Linked DNA regions of Hordeum vulgare: region 1 is linked to region 2. A link is a contact called in public Hi-C data. All regions are on one chromosome and are shown on one strand. Each heading gives the region's core, a stretch centred on a gene start, on an enhancer-like site or on the middle of the called end of the contact. The rest is flanking DNA. Distances are from core to core; before and after follow the strand shown.

Region 1 (7,485 bases), core at 2,311-4,810, 820 kb after region 2:
CTTCTTGCAAAAGAAAGGATGTGATTAGAGAGAAAAATCGAGAGGAGGTAATAAAAGCCATGGGAAGTGCTCGGATTAGCACTTGCACGGGCTTAAATCAGGAACAAACTCTTCAAAGAGTCGGTGACACACGTTGGGGCTCACACTACAGGACTCTTTCAAGTCTATTGAAATTGTTCCCATCAGTTATGTTTGTTCTGAAATATGTTGAGAAAGAAGATAAAAGTGATAAGAAATGTCAGGCACGTGGTCTTGTAGCATACTGTTAGACCTTTGATTTTGTTTTCTATTTGCACATGATGTTGCATATATTGGGAAATTCAAATACTTTGTCGCAATCTTTACAAAGGAAGGATCAAGATATCCAGATTGTCATCACGTGTGTGAAGTCAACAAGAAATGAGCTGCAAGAACTAAGGGATAATGGATGGGACTCACTTCTTGAGAAGGCAAATTCATTCTGTGGAGAGCATCACATTGAGAACGCAAATATGGAGGAGCAGTATGTTAATCGGCACAAACCATGGCAAAAAACCAATAAGACAAACCTTCAACATTACAAGATTGAGTGTCTCGGTTCTGTTATTGATTGGCAACTTCAAGAGTTTGATGACCGCTTCAATGAGGTAAATTCCGCATTGCTTTGGCACATGGCTTCTTTCAACCCAAAAGAATATTTTGTTGCTTTTAACTTGGATAGCTTAGTGAAGCTAGCTGGGTTTTATCCGGATGACTTTGATTCAAGAAAAATGGATGATCTTGGTCCTAAATTTGCACTTACATTGACAATGTGCGAGCACACGAAAGGTTTGCCAATTTGGACGGAATTGCTGATATGGCTAAACTAATGGTGCAAACAAATAAACATGTTACGTTTCTTTTGGTCTATAATCTTTTAAAGCTAGTACATATTGTCAGTTGCCACAGCATCAGCGGAGAGATGTTTTTCAGCTATGAATGTTGTCAAAAAGAAGTTGCGATACAAAATGGGTGATCAGTTCATGAGTGATTGTCTAATTTACTATGTGGAGAAAGATATATTTTCTACCATTACCAATGATGAAGTGTTTAATCTTTTTAAGGCGGTGAAAGATCGAAAGGGGACCCTATAAAATGTGAGTACCTTTACAAGATTATTTCGTTGATAGTAGTTATTTTAAACTTGTCAAACTAATTTGTCATGTTTTCAATGTTCCAGGAAGATGAGAAGCTATACCTGAAGCTACAAAGTTATTTGATACTACTCTATTTATAATATATGAACAAGTGATTTTATAATTTTATTGAACGAGTATGTCTTGCATTCTTTATTTTATAATGCAACACAATGTGTGATATGTGATACCATTTTTTTTCATTATACTGTTTTTGGGTGCTACAATTTTGTTATATGGTAATTTAAAATTAGACCTTACACTTCACATATTAGTACCAAGTTCTCAGAGCGAGTTATTGAGTGAACCCAATGACCAAAATTTCTGGCTCCGCCCCTGTAACCGCTAATAACCAAACTGTTTAAACCCATATCCAACTATAACCAAACTGGTTTCTCCACATACCCAAACCAAAACCAAACCAAAAAAGTTCAGCCCAATAAAACCTGAACCATTCAAACCCAAAGTAAGAACCAAACAGTTACACCTAGTTTTTTAATAACCATTCTCAGGTTTAATCGAGTGGACACAAAGTGCATGTGCAATGACTCGAGCACAGGAACGTGCACTTGCCTATTTAGACTGTGTGCCCTTGGCGGTACCACACTACGATCTTGGGCCACTACAACAATTAGTACCACGTTATCAGTGTGAAAATGAGTCTACTCATGGTGGGAAGTATCATATAATAATATCATGCATATGATACTATCGTTTGATACCCCTTCATAATGCATAGTATCATAAGGTAGTATCATAGGTCACCTTATTTATTGACATGCATAACACATACTCCCTCCGTTCCTAAATATAAGTCTTTGTAGATATTTCACTAGTGGACTACATATGAATGTATATAGACATACTTTAGAGTGTACATTCAATCATTTTGCTCCGTATGTAGACACATAGTGAAATTGCTTAACAGACTTATATTTAGGAACGGAGGGAGTAAAACATAGCATTTAACATGGTACGGTATGTACCTATGTTACTCTAATCCTTTCTTTCTTCTTTAACTCTCTGTCACATCAACATGTTTACTAGTCTCAAGTACATGATACTATCTAAGATATCCCACTATGGCCAGCCTGAACCAAACTGACGCTTATCTGAACCTTTTATACAAATGGCCCTAATCTAAAAAAATCATAAACTAATCCTTTTACATGACGCTCGGGGCTAGGACGCCATACTAGATAGCATGACGTCCCAGGCTATGGGGTCATGCTATTTGGCATGACGCCCTAGCCCGAGGCATCATGCTACATGTCGCTACCATGACGTCCGGGACTAGGGCGTCATGCTGTCTAGCATGGCGTCCCGCCCCGGAGTCATGTAAAAAAGGATCAGTTTATGAAATATTTTCAATTTAAGACTATTTTGTGTTGAAGTTCTAAAGAAGGGTTAATTTTGTTCATTTTCACGCTACCAGCTAGCCGGAGAGACGAACAGACAGAGACGTAAAGAGAGAGTGAGAGAGAGAGGTAGGCTGGTGATTAAATGGTTGCTGGTCGCTGGTTAGCAGTGAGGGAGCAGTTGGCTGCAGGGGAACACCACCTCCATGCACGCGAACAAACCACGGCCCATTCCGCAGCGGGCAGTACGTACGTACGTGTACGCACACACACCCCAAAGGTGGCGCTCTGCTCCACGATAGAGCACGCACGTTCCCCTTTCCTGGCCCCAGCTGCGATCGTGTTTCGTGCACCCCTGGTTAATTGGCACGTACGTACTCCGTATGGACGTATGGTTGCATGTCATCCCTCTGGTGGGTGGTTACGCACGGCGCGTGGTAGCAGGGGGCTGCATGATCAGCAATCTCCAAGCCATTCGAATCATCAGGAGACAGGCACGTTCGGCGTGGCGCGCGTATACGTACGTATCAGTACGGTACGGCCGGCCCATACGCGGGCTGCATCGATCGGGAAAGCGTCGCCCGTCGGTCGTACCGCTGGCCTTTTCAGCCCCCCATCCTTTTCGGATGCAGGGCAGCAGGCTCATGTTCATATACGGACGCGCACGCATGTGGCCTCCAATCCAGTAAGATGTCGATACATATACGCACGCACCGTCCGTCCGTGCTGATTGAACTGCTCGTGCTCGATCGACATGACTCGAGTCGAATCGGATCGTGCGCCGCTACAGCGGCCGCGATGCGCGCGATCCAGGCCGGCCCGCGACGGAGCTACGAGTACGTACGTACAATTGGCCGGTACTGGAACTCGAAGGTTTTGCCTCTCAGCAGACGACACGAGCCAGGCAGGCAGCCGGAGTGGTGGCCCCTCGGCCCCGGCGTGCACGGGAGCGGGGACGAATCGGGCCGTGGTAATGGTATCTGCTGCCGGTACGTGCACAGTGGCGGGCATGGACGCATATGCGCCGGCACAGTGGCTGGCACGGCGAAAGGGGTAGGGGCGATCGCGCCCATGTGGTGGCTGCCTAGCTGGTGCCTACACGGGCGGGCAGGCATCGGGGGATCGTGTCGCTCGTTACCCAGTAGCAGCGCGTACCACCGTACCGCCGGCCACCACAACATTATCGGCCCCTGTCTCTCGCGCGGCAGGCAGCCACCCATGCCTGCCCTGCCCCGTGTCACGTCGCCGTCCACCGCCCGCCCATCGCCTCGCCGGAGCGGTTTCTTCGTTGCCGTTGGCGCTGCACGCACGGAATGCCACGCATATGCTACGCTATGCTATGCTAGCTCCATCTCGCTTGATTGGTGATCAGGTGGTGTTAATCCATCAGCACGTCGGATGGATATGCATTGCATGTTACCCTCCGTCTCCGATTATTATTCCAGCTAGGAAGAGACGTGATGTGGAGAGATAACACTGTGGTAAAAAAAAATTAAAATTGTTGAAGCGACATGCATGCATGTGTCGCCACGCATATTGGCTTATCGTTATCGGTGGATGACCCTGTCTCACTCTGACACGACGGAGACGGGAGGGGGGGTAGCCGTGTTGGTTCCATGCCGACACACGGGAAAACTTATAGTTATATTTTACTACTACTATTACTACTACATCGCTCGTCGGGCGACACGGAGACGGGACGAGACGCGACGGGCACGCGCGCCTGCGCACAGTAATCTGATGGGAATTGACTCGCCAGCATCCACTGCTCCTGGATCGGAAGAAGGGAGGTGGTGTAGTAGTACGTGCGTGCACGGTCCGGTACGTAAAACAGTGCTCGCCATGCATTGGTTGTGCAGTGACAGTAAGTACTCTACTTGGCCCGTACGTAGTACATGCTCCGAAAGATCACCAGGCACAGGCAGCCATGAAAGTTCTCCAGCAAAGGGGCCCATCACCCATGGAATGCAAGCAATTTCACACATATTTGTAGTACGTCGCCTGCCAATTATCAAGCTAGCTAGTAGCCTGTAGCCGTAGCTAGTGGGTAATCCTGATCGATCGATGAGATCGATCGGTCCAGCAGCTAGCTAGCCCTGTGCAGCTGCTACGAAAATGCGTCTGTCTTCATGTGCCCCCGACTCCACAAATTTGTTAGGTTGCAATTCATCACCGGCGTGCAACTGGGCCATCGCAATTACACGGCTTAAACCAAATCGCAGGACCATCCCCACGCACGCGCATGGTCCACCGAACAGTGTGCATTGGCCCATTTCTGCAAACGCAAACATGGTCTCCATCCTCCGGACAATCATGGCATTGTTATCAGTAATCATCTTTCTTGTCTCAAAAAGAAAATAATCAGTAATCATCTTTCTTTCCATCTATTTTGGAAAAGTCTATCCCTCAACCGGCAAATCGAGCAGAGGACATCCGTCACCTCCTTCGATCGACACGTGAGCATGTGTCAGGCGTTCCTCGCAGCTCCGGAACCGCGGCATCCTCTACCACCTCCTCCACCTCGGCTTCCACCGGAGCGGGCGCCTCCTCGGCGGTGGCGAAGATGTGCCAGTTGCAGGGTGCGAGCGCGGTGAAGGAGAGGGAGGTGCTCGCAGGGAGGAAGGCGGCGGCGTGGAGGGGAGGAGGCGGAGAGGGAGCATGGCCGCTCGACAGCGACGCCGGCTGGCCATCCGGCCGCCGCCCATGCCGCCCATGAACGTTGCAAAAAAATTTTACAATTTGACATTTATTGCAAAAATTCCTGAAACATGACCTTTGTTGCAAAAAATTCTTCCGCAAAAGTACCTATGTTGCAGAAAGACGAAGAAAAAAAATCCTGCAACAAGCAAATTGTTTCTGAAACTCGACCGTTGTTTCAGGAATTAACGGGTCTAAAGTTTATTTCTTGCAACAAAGCGAAAGTATCTGCAACTCAGCCATCGTTTCAGAAATTATGGTGTGCCTGGTCGAAGCAGATCGGACAGCTACGTGTAGATCGGACGGCCCTTCAAGTGGTGGATGCTTAGTAAACATCCACCGATGGATGCGTAGCAGGCCCCATCTATTTTTCCTTTTTTCTTTTTTGCATCAAACATGGCGCCGAAACTAACAAGTAACGACAAGGGCATATATTTTACCGGCAAGATGCATGCGCGTGTCGATAATAAAAAAATAAAAATAAAAACAGCAAGCGTTTCCCAGCAGGGCCACAATCTGAACTATAGCAAACTTGATTGATTCAGATCAAAACAGCTGCAGTCTTCATGTGACATATCGACTGTGACATGGGTATGCCTAGCCCCAAACAGACTGAAGCCGGGCCAACTTATTTACCAGAGCCAACAGGGAGCCCCTCCATGTTGCACATTTTTCTACAGCCATGCTTGGTTATTCTTATTGGACAGATAAAGTGACAGAATGGGAACATTATGGAAGAAGCATCATCCTCTGAGTCGAGTTATCCCAGACCTGAGAAAAGTATCGGATGCACCTTAAGATAAGCCTGCTTTAGCCCCATTTGCAGTCAAGAGACTTTTCCTCCCTTTCCTGCTAAACTCACCACTGACGTGCCATTGTAAACTTTGCCACAACTAAGCTTAGCCACAGTGTCGCTAACAAAATGGTCACAACTAGTGTGGCAAGATTTGACAAAAAATCGAGTCTATGGCATGTGAACCATGTAGCTAAAATAGTGTGGCAATGAACCAAATACGTTCCTAAGACATCGTGGCATGAGTAAGTTTAAGTGTGGCAACCTTAGACTGCAAACCAAACAGGCCCCATGTGATTTCAAGAAAAAAAAAAGGAAACAACATTGTAATCCGTGATCTGAAACATGATCACTGACCCATCTGGCCATTCCTGATGCAACAATATACCTATTAGATCACATCTCACATTTAGTAGGTGCGTATTTTTACATAAGAAAAACAACACATTATCAGTTGGTGATCATGGGGGAAAAGTACAGTGTGCCTGAATGAATATCAGAAACGCGTTGGTGTGGACGCGCCAAAATCAAATCAAGTGGCAAATATCTGGCAGAATCAATAAGAACTTTTGAAACAAGACAAGGCATGAACAGAATATGTTCCAGTGGTGAATGCATTTGCTGGGACTTATATGGCAATTCTGTCTGGTGTGGCTATATGTGTGTAATGCTTGTCCCGCCATCTCCCCCCCCCCCCCCCCCCCCCCACCCACCACCACCGCCAGCTGGATTCGGTACTCTTAAGACCTGCTATGCGTGACCACAATTGCCTCTATCATTTGATCCTACAAAGCTGGGCCTGCGCGCAAGGGTGGCCCAGACGTCATCCACTCATACTCAAAGCCACGACGTGCAGAAAGATGGGCGGTCGGATTTTTGACAGCAGCGTAAAAAGGACCTGGCACGGTAGATCGTGCGAACCAAAATCACGCCGCGACGCAGATCGGCCAGTTTGGCGGGTAGTCTAGCGTCCTTTATATGTTCGATAGCTGGCACTTTGTGCCATGGGCACACATGGCTCACCTCATTTCCATTCGTTCAGTCAAGGCTAGATAATTTTGAAAAATTACTTGTAGAGAAACTGTAATTGATAAATTGTTGGGTGAGCACCATCACTTCAGGTTGCTGTGTATTTACTATGTAACTCTTCAATCTCTCTAAAACATTTCAGAAACCTATCTCAGCCTAATCAATCAACAGAGGAAGAGAAAACAAATAAAAGATTGCACTACTGTGGAAAGTACAATTTTCGTACAAGTACTTATCCAGAAATATATTGTGGTTCTACTAGTTTGCATAATAGCGGAAGTTATTGCACATGGAATGAAGATCTACTCTAATACAGTAAATAGCAACAGCACAAGGGTCTTCGCTTGCAACCATATTCAGAACATTTAATTCACTGTGGTATGGAATTGAAAGCAATCAGGTGTCTTCAGAACCTTATTCTGACTCCAAATGCTGTAATGCAGGAATTTATTCT
Region 2 (7,556 bases), core at 4,728-7,227:
GTTACTTGAATAAAAGTTTCTCTATGAAGGACCTAGGAGAAGCTGCTTACATTCTAGGCATTAAGATCTATAGGGATAGATCAAAACGCCTGATAGGACTTTCACAAAGCACATACCTTGATAAAGTTTTGAAGAGGTTCAAAATGGAACAGTCCAAGAAAGGGTTCTTGCCAGTGTTACAAGGTACGAGATTGAGTAAGACTCAGTGCCCAGCAACTGATGAAGATAGAGAGCATATGCGCTCCGTCCCCTATGCTTCAGCCATAGGCTCTATCATGTATGCGATGTTGTGCACTAGACCGGATGTTAGCCTAGCCATAAGTATGGCAGGCAGGTTCCAGAGTAATCCAGGAGTGGATCACTGGACAGCGGTCAAGAATATCCTAAAGTACCTGAAAAGGACTAAGGAGATGTTTCTCGTGTATGGAGGTGACGAAGAGCTCGCCGTAAAAGGTTACGTCGATGCAAGCTTTGACACAGATCCGGACGACTCTAAGTCCCAAACCGGATACGTATTTATTCTTAATGGGGGTGCAGTAAGCTGGTGCAGTTCCAAGCAAAGCGTCGTAGCAGATTCTACATGTGAAGCGGAATACATGGCTGCCTCGGAGGCGGCTAAGGAGGGTGTCTGGATGAAGCAATTCATGACGGATCTTGGAGTGGTGCCAAGTGCACTGGATCCAATAACCTTGTTCTGTGACAACACTGGTGCCATTGCCTTAGCAAAGGAACCAAGGTTTCACAAGAAGACCAGACACATCAAACGACGCTTCAACCTCATCCGCGACTACGTCGAGGAGGAGGACGTAAATATATGCAAAGTGCACACGGATCTGAATGTAGCAGACCCGCTGACTAAGCCTCTTCCACGGCCAAAACATGATCGACACCAGAACTGTATGGGTGTTAGATTTATTACAATGTAATTCACATGGTGATGTGAGGGCTAGATTATTGACTCTAGTGCAAGTGGGAGACTGTTGGAATTATGCCCTAGAGGCAATAATAAATGTATAGTTATTATTATAATTCCTATATCAAGATAATAGTTTATTATCCATGCTATAATTGTATTGAATGAAGACTCATTTACATGTGTGGATACATAGACAAAACACCGTCCCTAGCATGCCTCTAGTTGGCTAGCCAGTTGATCAATGATAGTCAGTGTCTTCTGATTATGAACAAGGTGTTGTTGCTTGATAACTGGATCACGTCATTGGGAGAATCACGTGATGGACTAGACCCAAACTAATAGACGTAGCATGTTGATCGTGTCATTTTGTTGCTACTGTTTTCTGCGTGTCAAGTATTTATTCCTATGACCATGAGATCATATAACTCGCTGACACCGGAGGAATGCTTTGTGTGTATCAAACGTCGCAACGTAACTGGGTGACTATAAAGATGCTCTACAGGTATCTCCGAAGGTGTTAGTTGAGTTGGTATGGATCAAGACTGGGATTTGTCACTCCGTGTGACGGAGAGGTATCTCGGGGCCCACTCGGTAATACAACATCACACATAAGCCTTGCAAGCAATGTAACTTAGTGTAAGTTGCGGGATCTTGTATTACGGAACGAGTAAAGAGACTTGCCGGTAAACGAGATTGAAATAGGTATGCGGATACTGACGATCGAATCTCGGGCAAGTAACATACCGAAAGGACAAAGGGAATAACATACGAGATTATACGAATCCTTGGCACTAAGGTTCAAACGATAAGATCTTCGTAGAATATGTAGGATCCAATATGGGCATCCAGGTCCCGCTATTGTATATTGACCGAGGAGTCTCTCGGGTCATGTCTACATAGTTCTCGAACCCGCAGGGTCTGCACACTTAAGGTTCGACGTTGTTTTATGCGTATTTGAGTTATATGGTTGGTTACCGAATGTTGTTCGGAGTCCCGTATGAGATCACGGACGTCACGAGGGTTTCCGGAATAGTCCGGAAACGAAGATTGATATATAGGATGACCTCATTTGATTACCGGAAGGTTTTCGGAGTTACCGGGAATGTACCGGGAATGACGAATGGGTTCCGGGAGTTCACCGGAGGGGGGCAACCCACTCCGGGGAAGCCCATAGGCATTTGGGGGGTTCACACCAGCCCTTAGTGGGCTGGTGGGACAGCCCACCAATCCCCTATGCGCCAAGAAAGAAAAAATCAAAGGAAAGAGAAAAAAAAGGAAGAAGTGGGAAGGGGGAAGGACTCCCTCCCACCAAACCAAGTAGGACTCGGTTTGGGGGGGGAGAGTCCTCCCCCTGGCTCGGCCGACCCCTTGGGGATCCCTTGGACCCCAAGGCAAGGTCCCCCTCCCTCCTCCTATATATATGGGGCTTTTAGGGCAGATTTGAGACGACTTTCTCACGGCTGCCCGACCACATACCTCCATAGTTTTTCCTCTAGATCGTGTTTCTGCGGAGCTCGGGCGGAGCCCTGCTGAGACAAGATCATCACCAACCTCCGAAGCGCCGTCACGCTGCCGGAGAACTCTTCTACCTCTCCGTCTCTCTTGCTGGATCAAGAAGGCCGAGATCATCGTCGAGCTGTACGTGTGCTGAACGCGGAGGTGCCGTCCGTTCGGTACTAGATCGTGGGACTGATCGCGGGATTGTTCGCGGGGCGGATCGAGGGACGTGAGGACATTCCACTACATCAACCGCGTTCTCTAAACGCTTCTGCTGTACGATCTACAAGGGTACGTAGATCACTCATCCCCTCTCGTAGATGGACATCACCATGATAGGTCTTCGTGCGCGTAGGAAAATTTTTGTTTCCCATGCGACGTTCCCCAACAAGGGGATCCTCTCCGAAGCCTCCAACAAGGGGAACAACACCCAAAGGCGCTGCCTTCGGAATGGCCGCCGCACCGGCCAAGGGACTCCCGCAGAACCTTTCCAACCACCGGATCTGCAAGGCGAGCACCCAAGACCAACAAGAAGCCATCAGGGGCCGGAACCGCTGCAGATCGGAGTAGATCGGGGTCGAGGACAAGCAACACCATGGCCACCAGCATCCAGCGAGGACCGCCGCCGCAGGCGCCGCCACCCCCGGCGCCGTCCGGGTCAAAGAGGGAGCCGCCAACCGCGCACACGGGCCACCACCGCCTGCACACGTCGGAGCACCGTCGCTAGCCCAGCGCCCGCCACCGCCTGCCGAGGGCCGCCGCCGAGCGCCCCGCTCCCCACCACCGCTCGTCGAGGCCTGGCCTCTCGCGCCCGACCCCGGTCGCCACAGGACACCGCCGTCAACCGCCTAGATCCGCCGCCCGCGGAGGAAGGGGAGCCGAGAGAGGGAGTCCCCCCGCCGCCGCCGTCTGCCACGCGGGTTTCACCCGGCAGCGTCACCCGGCGACGGCGATGAGGGAAGGAAGAAAGGGCGGCGGCGCCTAGGCTAGGAGAGTAGGTAACAGAGCAACAACACACATCTGGCAGGACAAATGGCTACCCCACGAGCATAACATGAGACCCATTACTAGTCGTACTAAAAAAAACTCAGCTTGTGAGTGAGCTGATGCTGCACAACGCAAGTGACTGTAATAGGGCCTTGGCAAGAAATACCTTCATTCAATTTGGTACTGACGCAAGCTTATCTATCCCGATATCCACCAGACAAATAGAGAACTTTTGGGCATGGAACCATGACCCGAGGGGTGTTTTCTCCGTCCGTTCTGCCTACCGGATGCTTGTGACCACAAAGCTCCGGTGAGAGTCTTGGCATGAGGGAGGGGCGAGGCGATTCTTCGGTTTCTAAACGAGAAGAACAACCGTGGTGTCAACTTTGGAAGGTTCAAGAGCCGTCCAAAATTCAAATCTTCCTTTGGCGGCTTGCACAACAGTCCATACCGCCTGCTGATTTGGTCCACCATCAAAATATGGTCACGTCAAGTTCGTGTGCGATCTGTGGGAACGGGGATTCTTGGGGACACTCTTTGCTGGAAGGGAGAGTCTAGGTCTCAATCGACTGAGACTTCGCGAAATCTCAGTCAAGTAATATAGTATGTAAAAAAAAACTAATTTACATAAATCTTAATGTAGAATTAACGTGAAGTCTGAGTCGACTGATTTTTAACAAAACCGTTGCTGGAATGCACAGTGGTTAGATGCGTGTGGGCACTAGAGAATGACGAACTTCTCTTAGTGCTGGTTGAAACGACTGAATCTAAATAGATATTAACCGGCGTGTGAGAAGCTAAGAGCATCTCTAACAGCCGCGCTTCGTGCTGCGTTTAAAAAATGTATTTACCGCGCGCGCTTCGGCTGATTTAGCACGGCGATAAGCGCTGGCTCCAACAGCCGCGCTATAATGCAGCGCGCGTCGTTTCAGCAGTGCCCAAAAATGCAGCAGCACGTATAAACCACATATACATTTTAAAAAATAGGAGAAAAACGATTAAACAAACAAAATAAATCAACAATAAATAGTTATTACAACTCAAACAAATAGTTTATCGTTCAGTACAACAAATAATGCAATAAACACAACCAATAGTTCATGAACAATACAATACAAATAATGCAATCAAATCATGCTCTTTGTCGTCCATGCCATGCCCACCATTCTTCAATCAGATCCTTTTGAAGATCATTGTGCGTTGCGGGGCGCCGAATGACATGATAGGAGGCAACAAAACGGGCTACCCTTTCAGCCCTCCGTCGCACTCGCACTCGTGCGGGCGGCGACGGCGGCGCGGGGATAGGCCGGGGAAGCGTTGAACGGTCGCCGGGGGCGCGAGCGGCGGCGGCGGCGCGGTCGGATGGGGGCGGCGCGAGAGTGGAGGAGCGAGCGCGGGGGCGCGGGAGAGAGCAGGAGCGAGCGCGGGAGAGTCGCGCGCGCGGGAGCCGGCGCAGCAAATAAGGGGCGCGAGATTGCGTTTCGGCCAGCGCGCTGAACTGGAAATGACGCGCGCGCCATTTTCATGCGCCCACTGGAGCTGCCAGCCGCGTTACGCACGCGTTAAAACTGTCTTTTTTACGACGCGGCGCTTGTATAACGCGTCTGTTGGAGATGCTCTAAATAGAGTTCGCCCGTGGCAATCCCTATTTCCCGCCAATGCGCAGCGAATCATCGAGGAGGAACCGCTCGCACCGTGCGCTGGTGGGCTGACCCAGTTCACACGAGCGGGTGCTGCACGTTCCTGCTTCAGGTTTTTTTTGTCCATTGTTTTTTTTTGTTTTTTTAATTTCGTTTTTCCCTTTCTGTTTCTGTTTATATTTCCATTATTTTATTCCTGTTTATTTTTATGATTTACTTTTTCTTATTTTTACTGTTTCCCTTTTCCTATATTAATCAAAACTCATTGTGTGTTGTCAAAATGTTCATCGTATATTTAGGAAATATTAACGGTATATTAAAAAAGTTCATCATGCATTATAAAAAGTTAATTGTATATTAGAAAAATGTTTAATGTATATGAAGTATTTCCTGTTTTTCTAAAATTTGTTCAGTGGTATATTACACAAATGTTCAATCTGTTTTTGAAAAGTTTTCAACATATATTACAAATGTCCAATCTGTATTTGAAAAGTTTTCAACATATATTACAATTGTTCAATCCATATTCAAAAGTTGTTCAATGTATACATTTATATATTTTTGGAAAATGTTCATTTTATATTAATTTATCGTGTATAATTTAAAATGTTCATCATATACTAAGGGAATGTTCAACAAATAATACAAAATCTTCAATGCCGATTTTTCAAAAAAAATCAGTTAATGTTTGCTACTTAAGTCATCGCCCGTGAATATATCACTTGAACTCACCGGTTCGGTTGGCTAGTACCACAAGCATATGAGAATAAAGTGGTGATTTCGAGTCTCTCGAGCAAACACTTTGTAGTTTTTTTTGTGTGCCTGCAGTTCAATAGCTCGAAATGGGCCGGCCCATTAGCGCCAGTCTTTAGGCGGGTGGAACATAGGAGCTCTCTCCGAGAGCAACTAATTAGCGAGCACTCCTTCGAGAACTCCAAAGCCGTGCCTTCAGCGCCGCTACAGCTTAGTGGCGCCCACGCATTGCCCGACTGGGCCTGGCCCAATAAGGTTGATTTACGCGTTTGGTGAGACCGCTCGAGACACTGTAAGAGCGTAAAAACCAGCAAAAAAGCGGCCTTTTCGAGAATTCAAACTTGAGCCAAGGTCTTTACATACGAGTGTGCATCACCACTAGAACAACACTACTTCCTTGAATTATAAAAGCGCCAAAAGTACAAGAAAAGCTTGTGGCGCTATTTATAACATGTGTACTGTATCACACAGTTTCCTGAATTATTTTTAAAAAGCTCAAGGATTTGAATAGTTTCATCAATTTAGAAAAAAAAATGTTATTTTTTAAGAAAAGCACACAACTTCGAAAAAAAGTTCATCAATTTATAAAAAAGCTCATTGACTTAAAAAATCATTTATTTTGAAAAGTTTCATTGATTTTGAATCAAGTTCATCGATTTTGAGAAAAAAGTTCATCAATTTTCGAAAAAAGTTCATCTATTTGAAAAATGTGCATTGATTTTGAAAACATTTCTTTGATTTCAAAAATAGTTCATTGATGTTGAAAAAAGTTCATCATTTTTAAGAAGTTCATCGATTTGAAAAAAGTTCATCGATTTTGTAAACAAATTCATCATTTTCAAAAAAAGTTCATCGATTTTGAAAACAAAATCATCATTTTCAAAAAACTTCTTAAATTTGGAAAACGTTCATTTTTAAAAAAACAGTTCATAGATTTTGATAAAAAGTTCGAATAAATGTGAAAAGTTCATAAATTTTTTAAAACAAGTTCCTCCATTTATAGATAGGTTCTTCAATTTGAAAAAAAGTTCACGGGTTTTGAAAAGTTCTATTCATGGATTTAGAAAAGAACTTCCTCTATTTGAATAAAACAATTAGGAATTTCGAATAAAATAGTAAAGGGTAAAGAAAAAAAGAAAAAGAAAAACAACAGAAAACAAAGATGGAAAAAGGAAAACGAAGAATAGAAATAAAAGGTGTAAAAAGTCTAAAGAAAGCAGATCTTGGTCTGTGGATGGGTGGTGTTACGAACGAACCGTCAATCTCTAGGTGTATGGTTCGAATCCCAGGAAGACTGATGTTTTTGCGGATTAAAACTGTAAATTGACGGGCCGGCCCAGCAAGTGGTGTGAAATTGCACACAAACGGGCGCCTGCAGCGCTAAATAGGTAATCCCCACTTTTCGGAAATCTTCCAGAAAGCACTCCCTCACACCGTTACTTGGCACTTCATTTTTTTTTCGCACGCGTTTTTGGTTTTTGAGTTTGGTTTTTTCCTGTTTTCTTTCTGTGTTTCGGTTTTCGACAGGTCTTTCCTAGCTTTTTGAAAAAAATGCATGAAAAAAAATGTGTTTTTTAATTTTTTGTGAGAGAAAAAAAACGTTTTTTTTTCACTTTTTTTGTGAGAGGGACGGTTTTGCTTTCACGAGAGACATGATTTTGCCTTCATGAGAGGCACGACCGTACCTCTCAGAAATGAAAACAGAAAATGTTTTTTGTTTTTTTATCATGAGAGGTACGGTTTTGTTTTCGCGAGGGCTCAAT

Evidence for each region. A called contact is a pair of places that touch in the nucleus more often than the background predicts.
Region 1: a contact with region 2 is called in a Hi-C map of leaf, with 4 times the contacts expected there. The contact joins two enhancer-like sites. A contact is called at or near these places in 4 of 6 Hi-C or Micro-C datasets (leaf and seedling) and 1 of 1 datasets of contacts at active chromatin or transcription factors (embryo).

Annotation. Positions count from the first base shown.
Region 1 is chr4H:519,568,406-519,575,890 of MorexV3_pseudomolecules_assembly, forward strand. LOC123449240 (a long non-coding RNA gene) reads right to left here. Exons shown (of 3, transcript XR_006631980.1): 3 at 7,210-7,485. Among protein-coding and RNA genes, the nearest start is that of LOC123449240, 7.3 kb to the right of the region's middle. Within about 2 kb of position 3,561, at least 2 of the 3 cell types and tissues checked have open chromatin away from gene starts, as enhancers often do. A contact at or near this core is called in leaf, where this site is marked.
Region 2 is chr4H:518,741,529-518,749,084 of MorexV3_pseudomolecules_assembly, forward strand. No RefSeq gene overlaps it. Among protein-coding and RNA genes, the nearest start is that of LOC123446750, 24 kb to the left of the region's middle. Within about 2 kb of position 5,978, at least 2 of the 3 cell types and tissues checked have open chromatin away from gene starts, as enhancers often do. A contact at or near this core is called in leaf, where this site is marked.